Linked DNA regions of Mus musculus: regions 1 and 3 are each linked to region 2. Evidence: chromatin contacts called from public Hi-C and promoter capture Hi-C data. All regions are on one chromosome and are shown on one strand. Each heading gives the region's core, a stretch centred on a gene start, on an enhancer-like site or on the middle of the called end of the contact. The rest is flanking DNA. Distances are from core to core; before and after follow the strand shown.

Evidence for each region. Promoter capture Hi-C pulls out the DNA fragments that hold promoters and counts their contacts. A called contact is a pair of places that touch in the nucleus more often than the background predicts.
Region 1: a Hi-C map of regulatory T cells shows a contact between it and region 2, with 5 times the contacts expected there. The contact joins the promoter of Mafg here to the promoter of Ogfod3 in region 2. A contact is called at or near these places in 2 of 39 promoter capture datasets (cranial neural crest and liver), 3 of 484 Hi-C or Micro-C datasets (B cells, embryonic stem cells and regulatory T cells), 1 of 115 datasets of contacts at active chromatin or transcription factors (pancreatic cancer cells) and 1 of 9 other capture datasets (pancreatic islet).
Region 3: a contact with region 2 is called in a promoter capture Hi-C map of embryonic stem cells, with 2.7 times the contacts expected there. The contact joins the promoter of Ptchd3 here to the promoter of Ogfod3 in region 2.

The regions. Positions count from the first base shown.
Region 1 is chr11:120,630,878-120,634,842 of GRCm38.p6, forward strand. It overlaps Mafg (v-maf musculoaponeurotic fibrosarcoma oncogene family, protein G (avian)), which reads right to left and starts at 2,670. Exons shown (of 3, transcript NM_010756.3): 1 at 2,485-2,670. It overlaps Gm17586 (predicted gene, 17586), which reads left to right and starts at 2,873. Exons shown (of 3, transcript NR_165823.1): 1 at 2,873-3,615.
Region 2 is chr11:121,202,693-121,206,227 of GRCm38.p6, forward strand. Ogfod3 (2-oxoglutarate and iron-dependent oxygenase domain containing 3) reads right to left here and starts at 1,956. Exons shown (of 9, transcript NM_025402.2): 1 at 1,797-1,956; 2 at 199-416. The coding sequence starts at 1,870. It also overlaps a transcript of Hexdc not described here.
Region 3 is chr11:121,828,668-121,832,362 of GRCm38.p6, forward strand. Ptchd3 (patched domain containing 3) reads left to right here and starts at 1,551. Exons shown (of 4, transcript NM_029049.1): 1 at 1,551-2,592; 2 at 3,378-3,499. The coding sequence starts at 1,636.

The DNA of each region.
Region 1 (3,965 bases), core at 1,420-3,919, 570 kb before region 2:
AGCCCAACACCCACCAGTCCCACAGGCACATCCTCTCCTTTCCAGGTTAGGTGCAGGGAAATGAGGGAAGTGAGGTTGCTGCAGGTCTGTGAGCACTTCAGGCAAAAATGTGCTGGATGGGGAGTTGGTTCATCTTATCAAAGGAACTAACACATTCTCATTAGCTTTACCCTACTGCTTTTAGCTTTGAACAGGAGGTGTGGCTACATGCAAACACTGAGCAAGCAAACCAGGACTAAATCTACAGGACTAGATTAGGAGCATTTTCAGAGGCAACAGTACTGCTAGATCAAAGAGAAAGGCAGAACTCAGATCTAGAGGTCTGAAGGGCATCTGTCTTTCTTACAAGTTGGCCCTATACTCACACTAGGAGCATAAGTCGAGGTGAGGGGACAGTCCTGGCAGGAGCTTCCCTTATACAGACTGCTGAGCTCAAAACGGTGACTTCCTGAGATCGCACAGGAAAGTGCAGAGTGTGGCGGCTGGGAGCTGAAAAGTGCCTTCTCAACAGATTTTACCTCCACCAAAGGCCTGAACTCAGCACAAGTGCAGCCAACTGCCTCCTGATCAAAGGTGCACGAGAGAGAGAGAGAGAGAGAGAGAGAGAGAGAGAGAGAGAGAGAGAGAGAGAGAGAGAGAGAGAGAGAGAGAGAGAATGTGTGTGTGTTAGAGCGAGTGTGTGTACATGTTTATACGCATGTGTGCTTAAGGGGGAAGGGCAGGTCTCAGGAAAGCCAATTCTTCCAGCTACCTGCCTGGCTTCTGCAAACCTAGGGACACAGTGACTAGGCAGACAGTTCTGGGGGGGACAGCTGTGCTGAGGGATACAGTTTAGAGAGCTTTCCAGAGCCTGAGGAAGAAGCTCAGAGAAGCTGATCTGGACCTGCTGCCTCCAACTCAGCCCTCCAAGTACTCACAGTTATGGACAGACTCAAGACACCAAGGGGCTCTGGACCACTCATTCAGGCTGACCCTTAAAGAAGGGGTTTGGGCACCTCTGTCCTCTCACACTAGACAATCTGGACATTAGTCTCAAGCAAGATAGTGACCCTTCCTTGCTAAACCTTGCCTGTAAACCTCAATGCAGGAGACCCCCTACGTAGGTCTTCTCTCCTTCAGGTACTGACATTGTTTGAAGAGAACGGAAAACATTAAGTTCACTGAAGCACAGTGCCTCCGGAGTTTAACAATTTTCTGGAACCTTGAAGTTTCATAGGGCAAGTTCCACACCAAATGAAAAAAACACTGCACCTATGAGCAGCCTCAGGGCTCAGGGTTAAGGGGACATCCCTTAGCACAAACCACAAGGTAAGCACAGTCTAGACATGAATCCCTGGGCAAGGAAAGCAGTAGGATGGAGTTCAAGAACCTTCACGACAGATAAGTCAGTAAACAGCCATTCAGCCACACCCCACAAAACTGTCACCTCCCAAGAGTCTCCAGACACCCAACAGGGCACACACACTTTTTGGTAACTCCAGGCAACAGTGGGACCCCAAACTCTTCTGAAAGGAATAACATTGGGATAAATAAAACTACATCTTCTACTCCATGGTTGCACCTCAAAAACTCTCACCAGCTGCCTAGATCCACACTCTGCTCTCCTTAGCTGGTTAGAGCTGCCCCAGCTTCTTTCAAGCCACAGACCCTTCTCCCCCTGCCTCCCGGTCTTCCCCATCTAGGACCGACGAAGCCTGGCCATTCAGGGTCACAGAGAAGGAAAGCTTGCTTCCCAGACGAGCTGGCTCGGCCCACCTAAGCTCCTCCCCTCAGCGTACACCGATCGGTCTCCGGGTTTGGGGAACTGCCCCAGTTGTGGGACCCGGGCCAGGAGCCCAAGAACCAGGCAAGGATGCGCACGCCCGGGGCTTTACCTTCCACCCCGGGAGAAACCTGCGGCGCGCCCCTGCAATGCCTCCTTCGGAGCCTTTGCCTCCAACTCACAGGTCTGTCAAACTTAAACACGACCCCGGATCCCGGCCCGACCTTCACCACCCGGATCGAGCCCTGTCTCCCGACTAGACCGGCCGATAGCGGGCCCCGGCCCCCCGCCCTGGCCCAGCGTCAGCAGGAGCACCGAGTGACCTCATGCTGATGACTCAGCACGTCTCCGCTGGGCTCGCACCCGCGTGGCGAGCCCAAGCCGCGCAGCAGGGTCTCCCCGCCGCCTCCCCTGTGGGCCCGCGCGCGACCCCGCCCGCGCGGAAGCCGACGGACACCTGATGAGTCAGCAGCTCGGTGCGGCCACCCCGCTGACCCGGGCAGACGCGCGCAGCTCGCCCTTAAATCGCGCCCCCCGCAGGGCACCCGGGGTCCGCCGCCGCGCGCACGCCCGTCCCCAGCCTCGCGGTCGCCCGGTCCGCCGGCTCTAGGGGGACACAGGCGAACAGCCGGCTGGCGGGGAAACCAAGGCACGCGCTGCCGTCGGGTGCGCCGCAACCCCGAGGCCAGGCCCCGCCGCCCGCCCCAGCCCCGCGCACTCACCACACTGCGGGCCCGGGCGGGCCAAGGCGGGGCTGGGGCGGGGCCGCGCGCGCGCGCTCCGGGGCTGCGCGGGGCTGGGGCGGGCGCGAAGGGTCCGGGCCGGGGGCTTAGGAGGACTGGCCGCCTGCGCGGGCCGGGCCAAGCGCGCTGGGAAGGCCGGGCCGGACCGGGCTCAGAATCCGCCGCCGCCGCCGCTCCTCAGACGTCACATGATGTTTGGTCACGTGGGTTCCATTCATGAAGCGGCGACGCGGCTGGCCTAAGCTTAAAGGGAAAGGCGAGGCGGCAGCAAGGCGAGCGCGCCCCCATCACGCCTGCGCAGCCCCGCGCCGTTGCCCTTGGCAACGCCCGCCGCGCCCTGGCAATGTCTCGCGGGAGTCGTCCCGGCGCTCGCCGGGTTGACCGTGCTCCTGCAGAGACAGGTTCTACGGAGTGGCCCCAACTCGGATGCCTCTAGCTCCCTCCCGATCTCCACACCAACTCAGACCGAGGTCTATGGGAGGTTTGTTTGATTTTCTTCACTTGGATGCATAGTTTCACTGTACAGCGAGCAGACTGGATTTCAATTCCCTGAGATGCTCCTGCCTCGGCCCCCTGAAAGCGGAACTCACAGATGAGCGTCACCACGCGGGAACCTATTTGCTGTTTTGAAGGTGTGACACAGTGATTTAGTTCCTTACCCCGTTCTGCTGCGACGTCCTCATTCTAAATGGGTCAGCAGTCTGAAAAGGACACGGCTGTTGAGGGGCACAGCCCCAACCCCAGCTCAGATCCCCAAACTATCCACGATGACACGAAGGCTTGGAGGACGCTCACTAATGATTCTAATCTCCGGAGGGTGCTAGGGGCTTCACCTGCGGCCGTGGACCATCTCTTCGGGTAGTGTGCGTGCACTGTAGGAGTTGTGCACTTTGCCCAACCCTTCTCTGCCGCATTTGAAACTACTTTGGGTGCATTCTGCTGCTACTTTTTCTGTGAGACTTCTCGCTGCTGTTGAAAAAGTAAAAAAGAAGGAAAGTAGGAGGGATCAAGTTTTCATTTCGAGGTTCTGAACGTTCTATTTGACCCTGTCTTCTCTGGGAATCGTGAAAAGGTGACTCGTTCTGTAACATAGGTGACAAGGAAAAGGGGGTAAGCAGGCTGGAGGGGGCCTGTGTGTGTCCTTTGTGTCAAATTTGGTTTCTTGAGACAAGGTTTAGACCAGGCTGGCCCCAAACTCTCAGAGATCCGACTGCCTCTGCCTCTCTAGTGCTGGGATTAAAAACATGTGCCACCACACCCAGCCTCAAAAAGTAATTCTTTACATTGTATTTCTTTGGGGAGTGGGGGGGGGGGAGCTTTTATCTTTCACTGGCTGTAGCCAGAGTCTCAGAATACAGAGAATTACTCCTTATGCCTTGTGGTGGTTTGAATAGAAATGGCCTGCATGAATTCTAAATGCCGTGTCTAAATGCTTGGCCCATAGGGAATGGCACTATTAG
Region 2 (3,535 bases), core at 706-3,205:
ATGCACATAACCGCAGGTGCCTGCAGGAGAAGTTGGATCTCCTGAAGGTGAAGTTACAGGCAGCTGTGAGCTGCCAGTCAAGGGTGTTAGGAACTGATATCTGGTCTTCTGGAAATTCAACAAATGTTCTTGAATGCTGAGCCATGTCTCCAGCCCCTACCAGCCACTCTAATTTACTGAGAAGCCGGTGGCACATACCTTCAAACCTTCGGTGACCATCGTAGTCCTCAGAGCAGGGAACCTCAATGAACCTGCCTTCTAGGACCTCACCACGACGGGCCACAACCTCAGCAACATCATCATCGATCCCCACACTACTCCAGAGCAGACATGTGACCAGAGCAAGGCCGACCCCAAAGGCCACAATCCTTAGCCATGTCCTCTGTGCCTCCCGAGGCAGCCGGTCCTTCTTGGTACTAAAGAAAGAGACGATAACCAGCCACTGGATGCAGCCATCATACTAAGCATGCCAATCAAACTCACAAGATGTTCACACTGGATGCCACCAGGCTTGGGCTGTGTCTACACTGATCTCTGATCAAGATGGATGCATCCCATCAATCCTGAGATATGGGAAGTACTTGTAAGCTAATTATGAGGCAGCTGGTGGGAAGTAGGGCATCTACTTCCATCCACAACTCAAGCTTATCAGGATGCCCACCATCACCACCCCTCAGAAGAGCTTCCCAGGCAGTATATGGACCTGTCTTCTCTGACCAGACAGGGCTGAATATGTGCTTCAATGGGCAAAAAAATTGTGGGCTGACCATAGGTAATTTCTGTCCAGCCCACAGAGCACCTATTTGGAGGATTGTCAGGGCATGTGAGTCTCTGATCACTCATGCATCCATATATGACTGCCCCATCCCAAGCCTGTGTTTCTACACGAACACATGTGTACGTAAACCAGCGTACATGAAGCATATCTACTTAACTCAAATCATAAACCTGGAGCCAGAAAGAGCACAGAAGAATGTCAGAAATGATATGTGTAAGTTTCCTCTACGACCCAGGTCTGTGTGGTCCGGTCCCTGATGAAGCTGTGTCTGTGTCTCTACACTTCTGTGTGTATAACTAGAGTGGCTGAGCTCTGCTGTCCAGGAAAGGTCTCAAAATACATGCAGAATTGTCAGAGTTAGGTCCCTGTCCCTAAGGACTCCGTTTCTTAGTTACCATTTCAGGTGTGGGTTTGACAGAGGCTCACAAGGCCAGTTTTGGATAGGTGAGGTGTGAAAGGCTGGGATGAGGTAACCAGCAGAGATGTGAGGAGACAGACCATGTAGTGGGTGGGGAGTCCTAAAGGCTCAAAAAGGGTCCCTAGCGAGAGAAACCTGTTCACGTGACTGAATGCAGCTCGACTCCAAGAAGAGGTTTCCTGTGGGCAGGGCCTCTGTGCAGAGCTTGGAGGTGGGCAGCCACGTGGACATTTTCACTATAGAAAGGATGCCGCAGGATACACTAACCAAGTCACGCCCCAACACATCAATCACGCCCACACTACCACGCCCTCTCTCTAAATTAAGCCTGCTCAAGTCTCAGTAGGGCTGGTCCCACCTGTCACCTCTAGCCAGGGACCAACCCAGACACGAGTCAGACCCCGCCTTGTCATGAGCACGTCCCACCCCTGTTAGGTCCCACCCCTGGGATGGCCACGCCTCACTCTGCCAAGGACACAGCAATCAAGACCACGCTCTGCCTCCCTCCGACCCCGCCCTCGGAGTGGCCACGCCCACACACACCAGTCAGGCTCCGCCCGCTGTGGCGCGCGGCCTCCCGGTCCCTAAGGATCCCGCTACCTGGTCGCGCGCCGGCGCTCTGCAGCACTACTTCCCTCGGGAATTCTGGGTGGTCCCCTCCGCTGAGGCGCCATCGGGCCCAGCCGTCGCAGAGCCAGCTACGACACGAGAGCCACCAAACTCGGGGCAATAGCTGCGACAGCGAAAGCGAGGCGGGAACGGGGTCGGGACGCGGGAGCGACGCGCTCGGTCTTCGTCCGGCTCACGGCCAGACGAGAGCAATCGGAGGCCGAGCGGTGGCGGGGGTGGGGTGGGGTGGGGGGAGGCGGAGCCTTCTCGGCCCTTGGCACTGCAACCCTGAGGCACCTGCGGAATTCTGTCTTCTCCTGTAGCTGGGCTGCGGCGGCGACGCGGGTGAGTCAAGCCCACAGCCACCGATTGTGCTGGGCCCGGATGACCTGTCTCCTACGGCCGCCGCCCTCTCCTTTCCCCGGCCCCGAGAGCTGCATTGAGAAGCCTGTCAGGGACTTTGAACTGCCTGAGAGTGGCAGGTCGGGCAGGGTTGGGGATTGAGGGCGAGCGTAGGGGGGGTGTGGTTCCTAAGGCTAGGACTTTTGAGTCCTTGCACAGGACGAGCAGGTGAAATCATGCAACTGGATGCACAACTCTGTAATTCTTTTTAATAATCGCTTGTGATTTTACAGAAGGTAGGAAAACTGTTTCTAATATCTTGACTGCTTCAGTGTCCTCCAGAAATGAACTGTAATGGAAACTATAGTCAGTTCTGATATATGTAGAGTTTATTCCCTTTTCAGGTTATTGTTGTTGTTATTTGCAGTAGCCAGGGTGGATCGCAGGGTTCCTGGCATAATGAGCAGCCGGTGCTGTATCACGGAGCTAGTCACCATCTCTCCAAATTACCACTGCCTTAATTGTTTTTCAGTACGAGGAATTGAACCTAAGGCCTTCTGCATGCTAGACAAGTGTTGTACCACTAAGCAATCCAGTCCTTATTTTACTTATTAGTCTGGAGACAGGGTCTTATTAAGTTGCAAAGTCTAGCCTTGACCTTCCTTTATAGCCCAGGCAAGTCTTAAACTTTAATCCTCCTTCCTCAGGAGGGGGTGGGGTGGTGTACTGGCTAGCTTTGTGTCAACTTGACACAGCTGGAGTTATCACAGAGAAAGGAGCTTCAGTTGAGGAAATGCCTCCATGAGATCCAACTGTAAGGCATTTTCTCAATTAGTGATCAAGGGGGAAAGGCCCCTTGTGGGTGGGACCATCTCAGGGCTGGTAGTCTTAGTTCTATAAGAGAGCAGGCTGAGCAAGCCAGGTGAGGCAAGCCAATGAAGAACATCCCTCCATGGCCTCTGCATCAGCTCCTGCTTCCTGACCTGCTTGAGTTCCAGTCCTGACTTCCTTTGGTGATGAACAGCAGTATGGAAGTGTAAGCCGAATAAACCCTTTCCTCCCCAACTTGCTTCTTGGTCATGATGTTTGTGCAGGAATAGAAACCCTGACTAAGACAAATTGGTACCAGGAGTGGGGTATTCCTGTGACAACCTGACCATGTTCTGGGGAGGACTGTGGAAGGACTTTGGAACTTTGGGCTTGAAGATCCATTCGTTGTTAAGAGCTCTGTCAGATGTTGTGTAGGAGCTTGGAAGATAATGTTGAGAACAGTGCAGAAGATGGAGGTTTGGTTTGTGAAATTTCAGAGGGAAAATTAAAGACTCTTTTCAGGGCCATTGCTGTTTTGATTGTGAAGATTCTGTAGTTCTGGTTAGCTGGGGCTGAAG
Region 3 (3,695 bases), core at 301-2,800, 630 kb after region 2:
AAACTGTGTGAAGGTTGTTTGGGTAGCTTCAGGGATGCAGCTCTCATTCCACTTGTCACGATGCTGGAGTGTACTTTGTGGTGGTAAGCATTTAATCTTAGTCAGGGGTTTCTACCCCACCTTTGATCATTCACTTCCCAGGTAAAAGATACAAAACCATTATATTTATAGTAAGTCTTTAAAGCACTAGAGCTGGACAGATATTAACCTTCTAAACTATTAGTATCTACTTTCCTATAAATAACCCCTAGTTATAACTTGCATGTTTCATCTGGGCCACTCTTAACTCCAATTGTCCAGCCCTCCTAGCCATGTTTTCATGACTCACCTACCCCATGGTATCTTCTCCTCTCTCCCTCTTCTCTCTCTTTTCTCTTTGTGGTCTCCTCAGACCCCCAAGCCCAGAACCAAAGCCTTATCTACCACTCTTCTACCCAGCTTAAGCAAAAGTGATAGGTAACTCCTCTTAACACATCCACTGCTGCCATGTGGTAGAACAGCTGTGATGACCCACAGGAGATCTTAGCCTACAGTTATGGCAACAAAATCAACAAAAATATACAGAAGATACCTAGTTCTGAATGTAATTGGGTTGTTAACTGGATCTCTGAAGGAATTTCACAAAACCCTCCCCTGACTCTCCCTGATACTCCAACCTTTCCCAGCTTCGTGTAGGCAAGTACTAACTCTAAGAAGCACGATGTTGACGGAGGGTGGGTCTTTTGGGGGATATAGCTGTCTGTGGGTTGCCCCTGCTCCTGTAAGTAATCCTAATAGCTTAATACTCATTAAATTTATTTTAAAAATGGAGGGAGCAGCATCTTTAATCTGTTAGGCCTTTCCTACTTTGGGGTGAAGAAACATGCAGGATGGGCATGGTAATTCAGCAAATGACCAAAGAACTTATCTTCTGCTGTGGTGAAAGCAACTCATTCTGTTTCGTAGACTCTACAAACACACAAGCAACACATTTAGAGGAAACTTTGTTAAGTAGTCTTAACCAGTCTCCAATAAACACTATCTGGTTGCAGTCATTTTACTTGGCTTCCGAGGAAATAACTGGAAGCAACCATCTAAACGCTTCCTTCTTTGGATGCTAACTCATAATGGTCCCCAAATCTGTCTTGGTGCACTTTTCATTTAGATTGGGAACTGTGTAAACTTTAGATTGATAGATAACTGTTTAAGTAGTATAAGCAGTTTTTCCTCTAAGAAATACTTACGTTCCTCTGGTTTGGCATTTAAATTTGTTAGCAAAACTAGATATAATAATCCTCAGCCTCGGGGTTCTGACCGTCTAGTAGGGACACATGACAACAAAGTAAATGTGAAGTTGTCCCAGCCACTGGGCCGCCAAAGTAGAAAGGTTAAATTTATGCTCCCACTGAGAGCTTTGGTAAGTACAGGGGTAGAGGGAATGCGCCATAGGCGGAGCGTGAGGAGATGCTCTGTGCCAAGGACGGATCTGGTACTAACTCTGACCCTGGAACAGATCTGCACCAGGAGGGCGCCTCGCCCACGTGCTCCCAACCGTCGCCTCCGCATCCGGGCACAGGAGCAACCAACGGTCCTGGGTCCTGAACCGTTGGGGTGAAAACAGCTCTGCAGCAGCTCCTCTGAACAGCTGTGGGCAACATGATCTCCTCCAAGGTGGCGCCCGGAGAGGAGGAGCAGGGGGAGTCACCGTCCAAGGTGGAGCTCGGAGAGGCGGAGGAGCAGCGGGAGGCACCGTTGGAAGGCCAACTGGAAGCCGTGCCACTTGATGAGGCGGGCCCTAGCTGGACCACCGGGCCGCCACTGGAGCGCTTGCCACCGCTGGGTCAGGAGGCACCTCCGCCGCGTCGCTGCCACACCAACTGCTTGGAAGCACCGCTGTCGCGGGGCTTCCAACGCTTTGGCGCCACAGTGGGCGCGAACCCCTGGCTGTTTTTGCTCGGGCCTGCACTGCTGACGGCCTCCCTGGGCACCGGTCTCATTTTCCTACCCAAGGAAAAGGAGAACCTGGAGGAGCAGTACACACCGATTGGCAGCCCAGCCAAGGCAGAGCGGCGTTTTGTGCAGGGTCATTTCAGTACCAATGACACTTACCGCTTCTCTGCCTCCAGGACCAGCTCCGAGACCAACTTTGCATCCATCTTGGTGGTGTCCCTCGCCAACTCACTGCTGGAGCCAGAAATATTCAAAGAGGTGAGCAAGCTGGACCAGGCGGTGCAGGCGCTGAAAGTTGTCCAGGAAAATGGAACGCAGATTCTATACCAAGAGGTGTGTGCCAAGTACAAGACGCTGTGCGTGCCGCCCAACCCTCTGCTGTTTTCCTGGCAGCATAACTCGTCGTTGAACCTGTCGGACCTCACCTTCCCTATCCACAACACGCCCACCCAGCTCATCTACTTAGCGGGCTTCTTTGGGGGAAATGTTTTGGGTCAAATGACTGGAAAAAGTCAACGACTCGTGGAGTCCCGAGCAATGAGACTACTGTACTACCTCAAGACGGAGGACCCCGAAGACAGTGAACGTAGCCAGGCATGGCTGACTCACTTTCTTGACCATTTTAATGACATGAAGAGCAGTCTGACCCTGGAAGAGATAGAGGTATTCTGGAGGTTAGGGTTTGCAAGGGGGGCCACTAAGGGCAGAGACAAAGTGACCTTTGCATTTAAGCTGGGAATGCTGTACTGTGCTTAGAGTGAAAACCTATTGGAACACAGATGGCGCCAGAGATCATAAATGTGTTGGCATCTTTCTGGTCTCTACACAAATCCTGTGTCTGTAATTCCATTTCGTATAGAAACTGATTTTCACATTTGCTGTAGGGTTTGGTTTTCTAATTAAGTCACTTGAAAATTACTTCTTTTAGTGACCCCTCCTCTTATTCCTAGGAGTCCTTAAAGCCTGTTTGTATCTAACGAAATGAAAGACAAAACTTTCAAGGTCTGTCATGCTATTTTAGAAGACAGATAGCTAGCTCAGCCTTTTTCAGGGTAGTTATAGATAAGAAACCTAGCTTAGTGTTGAAGTACATATTGTCTGATAAATCTCTGGGCCAGCAATCCCAAAATATAACCCCAGTGAAAGTGAATGCTTACTGAAAGCCCAGTGTTTCCTAAAGAGATACTGATATTAAAATATGAGAAGATGGCAATCTAACAAGATTTATAAAATGCCACACGTTCCACAGTTGTGAAGGAGGGCAGGGTTTCACAGTTGTTTGCATTTTGAAGGAGACATTGGAAAGCATGCTGCAGATTTTATGTGAAGAGGCAATTGTTCCACTTTTTACAGTGTGCCCATCAACAGGCTGAAGCATCCAGTAGTGCCCGTGCTTTGACAGAATCCGTAACCTGACTTTATTTCCCGGGCGTGTTTTTTTGTTGCAGGTGGTCTACTTTTCATCCCTTTCCAGGCAGCTGGAGTTTGAGGCAACCTCCAAGACCGTGATCCCCCTGTTTCACTTGGCATACATTTTAATCATACTCTTTGCAGTTGTATCATGCTCCAGGTAAAACTCTCACTTTTTTTAACTTCTTACTTCATAATAATATTGTGATAGAACATATACACCTTGCAATATTTTATTTTAAGTGAACAATTTGGTAATATTAACTATATCCATCCTGTTTATCCAACACTAGTATCTGCTTCACAAGGTTTTCCCATCCCTCTTAACAGCGGCTCCATGTTCATTATGCAATACC